3 separate regions of the Zea mays genome follow, and regions 1 and 2 are each linked to region 3. A link is a contact called in public Hi-C data. All regions are on one chromosome and are shown on one strand. The core of a region is the stretch at or near the end of the contact, and the rest is flanking DNA. Distances in the headings are between cores, read along the strand shown. Region 1 holds the start of LOC100274688. Region 2 holds the start of LOC103643118 (zinc transporter 2). Region 3 holds the start of LOC100191804.

The links. Hi-C and Micro-C count contacts between places; a contact is called where the count stands out from the background.
Region 1: a contact with region 3 is called in a Hi-C map of leaf, with 5 times the contacts expected there. The contact joins the promoter of LOC100274688 here to the promoter of LOC100191804 in region 3. A contact is called at or near these places in 3 of 25 Hi-C or Micro-C datasets (ear and leaf).
Region 2: a Hi-C map of leaf shows a contact between it and region 3, with 7 times the contacts expected there. The contact joins the promoter of LOC103643118 here to the promoter of LOC100191804 in region 3. A contact is called at or near these places in 4 of 25 Hi-C or Micro-C datasets (bundle sheath, ear, leaf and 1 more).

The regions. Positions count from the first base shown.
Region 1 is chr1:72,170,755-72,173,805 of Zm-B73-REFERENCE-NAM-5.0, forward strand. It overlaps LOC100274688, which reads right to left and starts at 1,365. Exons shown (of 21, transcript NM_001360644.1): 1 at 1,086-1,365; 2 at 818-949; 3 at 565-725.
Region 2 is chr1:72,507,888-72,511,189 of Zm-B73-REFERENCE-NAM-5.0, forward strand. LOC103643118 (zinc transporter 2) reads right to left here and starts at 1,492. Exons shown (of 4, transcript XM_020546406.3): 1 at 847-1,492; 2 at 40-98. The coding sequence starts at 1,351.
Region 3 is chr1:72,342,180-72,345,454 of Zm-B73-REFERENCE-NAM-5.0, forward strand. LOC100191804 reads right to left here and starts at 1,332. Exons shown (of 1, transcript NM_001137229.2): 1 at 505-1,332. The coding sequence starts at 1,206. The coding sequence ends at 733.

The DNA.
Region 1 (3,051 bases), core at 115-2,614, 170 kb before region 3:
GTTTTTTTTCTCTTTTTGAAAGACGCTACTGGAACATTATTGATAAAATGCCCATCATACATCCTGAGATGGAGATACGAGCGGTGGCCGAGTCAGGTCGTAATGAACTGTAGACGCTTATAGACAGACTTGTAGGTTCTGAAATTTTGTTACCATGCCCATGAATACATCAAGATGAATACATCAAGGTAGTGTTTGGTTCACTCTAGTTAATAGGAATGGTAATGGAATGGGCTGCAGGTGCTATCGGTTTACAGTGTAATGATTACCTGGATTTGTTTGTTTTATTTGAACAGCGCCATTAGATCCCCTAACGGTGTTTGTTTATTGCGTTCACTACCGACCGAAATTGCTACAAGCGCGTATTGTTGCTGTTGGCAAATGGCGCTACTCCTGTGCACATGCAGATATGGAAAACATATAACTGATGCATTACATGTAAAAATTATAGAAACTTGTACAAGTCAAATTCAAAGGAAATTATTTATAATATATTTCCACATATTTATATATATACGACAAATTAGAAAGCACACTACACAGAACAAGAGAAATCTACGGTACCGGGCTGGGAAGAATAAGTGGTAAGCAGTCGTGCTCCTCCTCCCGTCCTATCCCCTTTCCTTCCCTTTCTTTCTCCCTCGCACAAATCCTTGCGCCCGTCTCCTCCCAGCAACGTGGAAGAAGAAGAAATGGATGTAGCAGCGGATCTTGTGAGAGTATCACTTACAAGAATAGATAGCAGTCGGGGTTAGGGTTTGGGTAAAAGATTTGAGACGGAGATGGAGAGGGAGAGGAGAGAGGAGAGAGGACACACCAGGAGCAGGCAGCGACGGTGGATTGTGCGATGGCGGCGCCTCCGATCGTCGCTCTGCAGTCGCGTGGAGAAGAGCTGGGTGGAGTCGCGTGGTGGAGAGTCAAGACACGACCGTCGCGTCGAGGGATCTGACTGCGCCGTAAACCGAGCGGTAATGAGATGGAATGGGAAGGAGCCGACTCCCACCGCGATGGATCACGGACCAAAAAAAGCCCAACCAAACAGCTCCCAAGTTGTTTAGAACAGGATGAACCCTTTACCGGCTTACCGAGCGGCGGCGAAGACGGGAGGCGGGATGGAGCTTCGAGCGGCTGAGCCCCAGTCAGCGCCGAAGAGGACAGATATGTGGCGGCGGCGGATGGCTCCCACTTCCGGCGCCCGATGAACTGGTGAAGTGGAGGCAGGAGGAGGTGCCGCCGGTGTCCGGTCCGGACGCGGACGCGGCGTGGGGAAGATGAATTGGGGATGCCCGGCTGAAATTTCCTGTTGGCCGGTTGCGATAGTCATGATATCCCCTAGGTTTCAAATACCGAAAACACAATTTTCACGGCACCATTCTCTGTGGATGAAAGGCTTGTTTGGTTCGTTGACTAATTTGCCACATTTTGCCACACTTTTGTGCCTAAGGTTAGTTCTTCAATTCAAATGACTAACCTTAGGCAAAGTATGGCATAGTTAGCCACAAACCAAACATGTCTGAAATCCGCAAGGCAGTTTTGCGGATGGAACGTAATAAAGCTCCTCGTTCGAATGGTTTTACGGTAGAATCCTATAAGTTTTTCTTAGGAAGAATAAAGGATGATTTACTAGCCTTGCCTTGTTCGTGGATTTTCACAATGATACGTAACCAATTTATAGCCTAATTTTGGAGTTATTAATCTTCTACCTAAGAAAGGTAATGCCTAAAAAAATACAAGAGTATCGACCTATTTACTTACTTTAATGTTAGTTTTAAGATTGATACTAAAGCCCTAAAGAACATAATAGAGATGGTAGCAGATAAGCTTATTAATATCTCTTAGACCGTTTTCTTGCCTGGTCATAATATTCTTGTAGGTATAATTATGCTTCATGAGGCTATTTATGAGTTGCAAAAGGAAAAAAATGAATGGATTAATTCTAAAACTATACTTTGAAAAAGATTACTGTCGGCGTTTCGAGACCGGGGGTCCCTAAGCCGACGAGTGAATGTCGCCGCGTGACCCAGCCCAGATGGGTCGACGCGAGGCCGAGCGCGAAGGGGGGAAGTGAGGTGGCCGGAGATGGGCGTGAGAGAGGTGGAAATCCCGCGGCCTTCGTGTTCATCCCGCGCCCAGGTCGGGTGCGCTTGCAGTAGGGGGTTACAAGCGTCCACGCGGGAGAGGGAAGCGAGCGGCCCCAGGAGAGCGTTTGTCCCGTCCTCGTCCCCGCGTGGCCAACCCTCTCTAAGAGGGCCCTGGTCCTTCCTTTTATAGGCGTAAGGAGAGGATCCAGGTGTACAATGGGGGTGTAGCAGAGTGCTACGTGTCTAGTGGGGGAGAGCTAGCGCCCTAAGTACATGCCGATGTGGTAGCCGGAGAGATTTTGGCACCCAGCTGGTGTGATGTCGTGGCCGTCGGAGGAGCGACGGAGCCTGGCGGAGGGACAGCTGTCGGAGCGGTTGAGTCCTTGCTGACGTCCTCGTGCTTCCGTAAGAGAGCTGAGAGTCGCCGTCGTCACAGAGCATGCGGGGCGCCATCATTGCCTATCTGGCGGAGCTAGCCAGATGGGACACCGGTCTTGTTCTCTGCGGCCCTGAGAGCACCTAGAGGGGGGGTGAATAGGTGATCCTGCGAAACTTGAAAAACTTAAGCCACAAAACTTGGTTAATTGTTAGCACAATAATTGCCAAGTGGCTAGAGAGGAGTCAAAACACAGTAACCACAAGAAATCAATCACAGAGATGGCACGGTGGTTATCCCGTGGTTCGGCCAAGACCAACGCTTGCCTACTCCACGTTGTGGCGTCCCAACGGACGAGGGTTGCAATCAACCCCTCTCAAGCGGTCCAAAGACCCACTTGAATACCACGGTTATTTGCTTGCTTTTTCTCAATCCCGTTTGCGAGGAATCTCCACAATTTGGAGCCTCTCGCCCTTACACTTGAAATTCACAAAGAAGCACAGAGCAAGGAAGGGATTAGCAAAGCACACAAGACACAAGAATCAGAGTGTCAACACGCACACACGTCGCAACAAGAGCTCGCAACACAACTCA
Region 2 (3,302 bases), core at 242-2,741, 170 kb after region 3:
TAATGAATTCAGAAGCTGAAGCAGGTTGTAGTAACTTACAGCTGGTGTGGGCTCAGACCTCGTGCCATTTGCGGTTCTCATCTTGCCCTCCTCCAGCCCTATTGAAAGTGTCAAAAGGAGAAAATGAATCGTACAAGTATAATAGGCTTCCTAAAGCTTTAATACAGAGAAAATATGACAATGGAAATACAGTGCTGTAGAGAGGGACAGACAGACTTCCCCTGATGACTGACTATTCAGAGTTGAGCATATAGACTGATTACACGCAGAACTGCCAGTTTGTCACAAATAAAACTCTAACTAAATGATCCATTAAGACTGATTCCACGTAAAGTTTTTTTTTTTGGTTTCGATCCACTACTCTAACTAAATGATCCATTAATCAATCTCGCTACATGTTGATTGGCTGAAGGAAAATAAAACTCTCAAGAACAGGATTACTGCAAACTGCAATGAACCCGAACTTTCAGTCGCCTTGTACGTGATAATGCAACGTGCAACCAGACCAAAAGCATTGGCAACAGTTGGTTTACCTTAGGCAGTGGTGTACTACTACAGCAATATAGGATTAGTAGTTCGCGACGAAAAGAGTAAATCTATCCCAAGAGGCAAGAACACACTAACACAGACCTCCACCAATCTGAATTTGCAGCCCGTGCTAGTTGCACCCACCCGGCGACAGGAAAAAGTGGTGTGCGCATTCAACCCAACCCCGGATCCCCCAGTCGTTGTGGCGGCATTCACAGTAATCAGTACACCGCCCAGCCCAACTGCCCAACCCCAACTGTTACAAGCCAGAACAGAACGAACGGGAGTCGGTACTGACACGTGACTCTTGTTACTGACCTGCATCAGAACCGCCGGTAGCGGCGGTGCCGGTGCTGCGCCCCTGTGACCGTGAGACGACGTAGGAGATGGCGACGTCGGCGAGCATGGTGACGACGTAACCGGCGCAGGCGAGCATGAACGCCCAGGGGTACCCGCTGTCGGGGAGCAGGTCCCCAAACGTCTCGTTTGCGTCGCTGAGGAAGTGCATGAGCGCCGTGCCGAGGAAGACGCCGCCCGCGAACTGCGTGCCCAGCGCGAGGAACGCCTCGTTCCAGCGCATGAAGTAGGGGGACACCCCGCCCAGCAGCGTGCCGACGAACACCACCGCCAGGCACCACAGCTTGGCCTCCACCAGGCTCCGCGCGCGCAGGTCCGGCCTGGCGGCGGCGCCCCCATCCGCGTCGGCGTCGGCGTCGGCGTCGGAGTCCCCGCCTCCGCCGTGCGCCCACGCGGCGGCCGCGAGGGAGAGGCAGAGGAGGAGGCGGAGGCGGTGGTGGTGCTGGGCGTTGGTGGCGCGGGCCATGGCGCGGGACCGCGAGCGAGGAGGCCGTGGACTCGTGACCCGGGAAATGGTAGGCGGACGCCGGACGCGGGGCGGATTTGGGTTTATTCTCGGTACGATGCGAGGCGAGGCGGGGGGCCGGAGGGCTTGGAGATGGCTGGCGTGTGGGGCCGGAGGGCTTTGTAGTTTGTAGTACTACAGCAGGAGCCGGGACGGATCCTCGGAGTTGGGGTTTTTTTTTTACTCGATCGTTTGCATCGTTGGACACTGACAAGGTAGGGTAGGCTGTTGTGGGCAGCTACAGAAGCAACGACGCGGTACAGGAAGCAGGTGAACGTGCGATAGCTGGTAGTACAATTGTACCAGCCAGACAAGGCCGCGCCAGTTTCGTTGTGTCGTGCAGATAGTGACAGGATTTGGAAAGTCCCATTGCACCTCCCTTCCCTCTTCTTTGTTTCTAGAGGTAGAAATACACGAGGACAAATTTAATATTTTTAATAGATATACATTAAATTTGATGTTAATTTTTTAGTTATGTTGTTAAGTATATTATGAAAAAAATAAGAATATATTTTTGCGAAATTTTTATATTATTTGCTCCTTACATGAAAAGAGTAAAAAAATTATTTGAATTCAAATCCGTATCTAAATTTTATATATATCACTCAAGAGAATATAGGACAAATGTAAGGTTTGCTTTTTATTAACGAACTCAATGTTTAAAACAAAAATATAGATTTACATATAGATTTTTTTATCATATTTATTCATAATTACATTAAACATTTAATATCCGAATAAATATCTTGATCCATCTCTACTCGTTGGGCCCTCGTCTTCTCACTTGGAAGGATGCCATAAAATAAAATTGCCAATTTAGGGCTTGTTCGTTTAGCTCTCAATCCATGTGGGTTGAGTGGGATTGGATGAGATTGAATCTCAAATAAGTCAATCTTCTTCTTAAATTTTTTCAATTTTATCCAATCTATATACGTTGGGAATAACTGAACAAGGCATTAGATAACATTGCCACACTGGGTAGACTTTCCGGTGCTTAGCGAAGTTGTCCATGGAAGACAGCGAATTACGAAAAATGGGACCGTGCTACGGTACACGTCCCTTTCTCGCCTCCTAACTTGCATCAACCTGGTGTAGAAAATTAAAAGTACACCAAAACTTTTGACTTGTTTTGTGCCTCACTCAAACAAACCGGTAAGCAGTGATACAAATGGCCGGTAGACTCTACGGAGTAATATATTGCCACTTTGAGCATCAGATCCACGCCCACCCGTAAGTGACCAAACACACATGTGATGGAAAAAAAAAACTTTGCACCCAGGGTGCAAAGAATCTCTTTTACAGTCATTCACATTCACTATTTAGTGGTCCATATAAATAGAAAAAACAAATTATTAAAGAGTTAAGTTGTAAATTTTGATATGTTTTTGTGTGCCTCCATGTGGTGGATGTGAGATGTCGTAAAAGAGGATATTTGCATCCAGGATGTACATAATTTTTCCATGTAATGTGAATGTACTATAACCAGTATTGGTTTTTACACCCTCAGTCCCAATGCGTTTAACTTTTTTTACCAAATTTGATTTGCTCGTCTTATTCATTTTTTTGCTAAATAATGAAAAAGTAAATCCATACTTAAAGTATAATACATGTTGAACGATGTAATTAATATCATAATTTTTTAATAAGATAAGTTGATCAAACTTAAGGTAAAAAAGTCAACAGATTGTAAATTAGAACGAAGTGAGTACTATATTATATATTTTTTAGAAAAACAAATCATATGTGTCATCGGATTTTATACTTCTTCCTTCTTTTTTCTATAGTGTTAATGAGTCAGATTTTTTTCCTTATGCGACAAGCAAACATATTTAGGCCCCGTTTCAATCCTACTAGATAAACTTTAGCAACTTTTTTTAGGTATTTTTAGCCATTTAGTGATCTAAACAGGAGA
Region 3 (3,275 bases), core at 82-2,581:
GCTGCTATAATTACATATGACATTTATCTGAGTTATATGCTTGTTTTATTCAGAATTAAGATATTTAATATATATAAATATATTGAAAGCATTCTCTAAATTTATAACAGTAATAACGGTAAATGACAAAGACGGGTGAAGGTTTTCTATTTGGGAAGGTTTTTCATTTCAGGCATTGTTCGATTATTTCCATTATACATATATTAAATAGAATTGAAAAGAAGACCTTGTTCGGTTATTCTCATTATATATAGATTAGATAAAATTAGAAAAAAATTAAAAAAAATTAATTTACTTAAGATTTAAATTTATCCAATCTCACTCAATCCATAATCTCACTCAATCCATATCCATAATCTCACTCAATCCATGTCAATCCACATGGATTGAGAACAAATAACCAATCGAACAAGTCCTCAGCAGCAGCGTGTCGTCTTTCACAATGACAAAAATCTCCTCACTAACAAGTGCTGTTAGGGCTACAAGAAAGTGGACCGAAGATTTGACGACAAAGAAGTGTTTTATGCAAGCAAGACCACTAAAATGATTGACAGGTTTTATTCCGTTCACAAGTAGCATCAGCAGTGATTTGAGTAGCTGGTGCTGGCCGCTTCTAGTTACGTAGTATACCGTACACGTGCGGCGGCACATCGGCCGCCAGGTAAGTAGTACTAGTACGTAGTAGCAAACACCCAGAAAATCAAGCGCAGGGCCCGCACGAGGGACACGTCGTCACTTGGCCGCCTCCGCCTCCGCCTCCGCCTTGCGGTTGGCTTCGATCTTGGCGGCGATCCCAGCGGCCTCGTGCTCGGCTGCCTCGAGCAGGAAGCTCCCGCCCTCGTCGTCCACGGCGACCTGGAGCGGCTGGGAGCCGAGCCCGTCGGCGACGGCGAGCATGATGCGGCGCATCTCGTCGTGGAACTCGGCGCGGTCGACGGCGCCGCTGTGGTCGGCGTCGAACTGCTCGAAGACGGCGTCGTAGAGCGCGGCGACCTCGGCGGGGAGCGGCGCCGGCTGGGCGGACCCGAAGCCGCCGCCGTCGAGGAGGCGGAAGGACTCGAGCGCGCGCCGGAGCTCGGCGCGGGACAGCACGCCGTCGCCGTTGGCGTCCAGCGCGGCGAACCGCGCGTCCAGGCTGCGCGCGAAGGCCGCCTCGTCCGCCACGAAGCCGCGCACCGTGGAGCCGTCCAGGATCACCACGCTCATGGTGGCCCCTTCGTCCCTTGGACGAGGCTAAGGCTAGCTAGAGCTGGAGACTCGAGAGCTGCGGATGAGCGGAGAGAATGGATGGAGACTCGAGAGCGGTTTTGGTTTGGTGACTGCTCTCCCTCTGCTTCTCCCGGTTGGGTTCGGCTCATGTTTATCCTCCCCCGACCCCGTGATATTTTTGGGTCCGGATGTGGCCAGTGATCACTCGTCTCAACCCACGTGCGCGTGCGCCCCTTGGGCTTGGGCTCCTTCGAACAGGGTGGGATATGAGGAGGTTAAATCTCCTTCTATTTTAAATAGAAGAAGATTTAATCCACTTCTATCTCATTTCATCCATCTCTAATCGAATAAATCCTAAATCAAAAATGATTTATTTTTATTTAGAACTAAATTAATTACACCATCTCTAATCGAATAAATCATAAATCAAAAATGATTTATTTTTATTTAGAACTAAATTAATTTGTAATGTAAGAAATCCAATGGTTTTGTAACTTAAAGTAAAAGGAAATAGTCATCGTGCAGTGCGATACTATTATTCTAGCACGGTGGGCACAGACGATACGAGGTGGTGGTTTGGTTTGGTTCGGTCCAACCGGGGCAGTCTTAGGAAGATAAATAATGAAAAAAGGAGTAGTAGTTTTACTTTGGACATTCTGATGCGCCGGTGTTTTTTTTATCGTTAATACTGACGACGCGAACCTCGCCTTTATCATCTGTCATCATTGCGACCGCCCCTTGGATGGGAAGAATCTAATCTGCCCCGTCTCACGGGTTGATTTGGTGCTCCACGGTCGACGGTGACGCTTGAGATGAGTGAGCACTCGACGCGAAACCACGCTCCTATCGCTTGATTGAGACCTGAGAAATTAGCCGCGGATCTTCCGATGTATGCTGTATATACACAAGTCCAGTTGAAGCGATTCAACGTCGACTATCTAGGACTTGTAACCAACCACTATTGGAACCCGGCCTCGTGATTGATTGGGCAACCCTCTCCTCACCGTATCTAGCAGCTCTCTTGCTTTGCTTTAATAGGGAATACGAGTAAATTTGGAGGTGAAGAAAGTAAAAAAGAATAAAAAAAAAGAGAAGTAGATGGCCGGCCGACCATTGATGCCCTCTTTTTTTTTTGTCAACTTTGTTTCATCGGTCGCTTTTCTGGAATCCAAAATAAAGCATGTGAGTAGAGATGTTGATGGTACCCAATACCCACTAAGTCGTGGGAAATTACTCTATTAGGGTACGGGTATAAAACAAAAATTGTCCCCATGGTATGGATATGGGATAAAGTCTCCACTCATTGAGTAAACGGGTATGAGTTTGGGAAGCAATAATCCAAACCTGATTACCCATGGATATTTCATACGTGTACACCTGTCCTGTTTGTATGAATGAGTTGAGTCTGAGTCGGCCACCAAGCCCAGCACGGCAGCACACCAGGTCTAGGTCCTATCCCAACAAGGCAACACGGCCAGACAACTAGTAGACTAGAAAAAAACAAAACACTAAAATAATCAGCCATACGCTACACCCTGCCAGCCAGCCAACCGACTCCATTTCTTCATTTCTTCTATTGGTCCCGAAGTACTGATTTCTTTTCTAATAGATGGTTGAATGGATCATGGTTCATGGATGAGTACTTGACATGTGGTGATGTCTGAAATCTAGATAGTTTGTGCTAGCTGTTAATACCTAGTTATCCCTTAATTGGAGATGTGGACCCATTGGAGACCTAAAACCCGAATAGGGCTGGGTATGGGATAGGTTTGCACCCATGATGGGTATGGGTATGTGGATGGATCAAACATGATGGAGCTGGGTTTGGGATGCTATAACCCGGTGGAGAATTCCTCATTGACATCTCTACATGTGAGATTAGGGGTGGTAATGGATTACTATCCATATGCACCTTCACAAAGCGTTAAGGTCCTTAAATAATTTTAGTTTAAAAATAAATTAAAATAAAGTCTGATCCTAATCCGATTCGATCCTTAAAATTTATAGTGTAAAATCTAGGGCACATTACCACCCTTATGTGAGATAGACGAGGAAGAGAGGTGTCG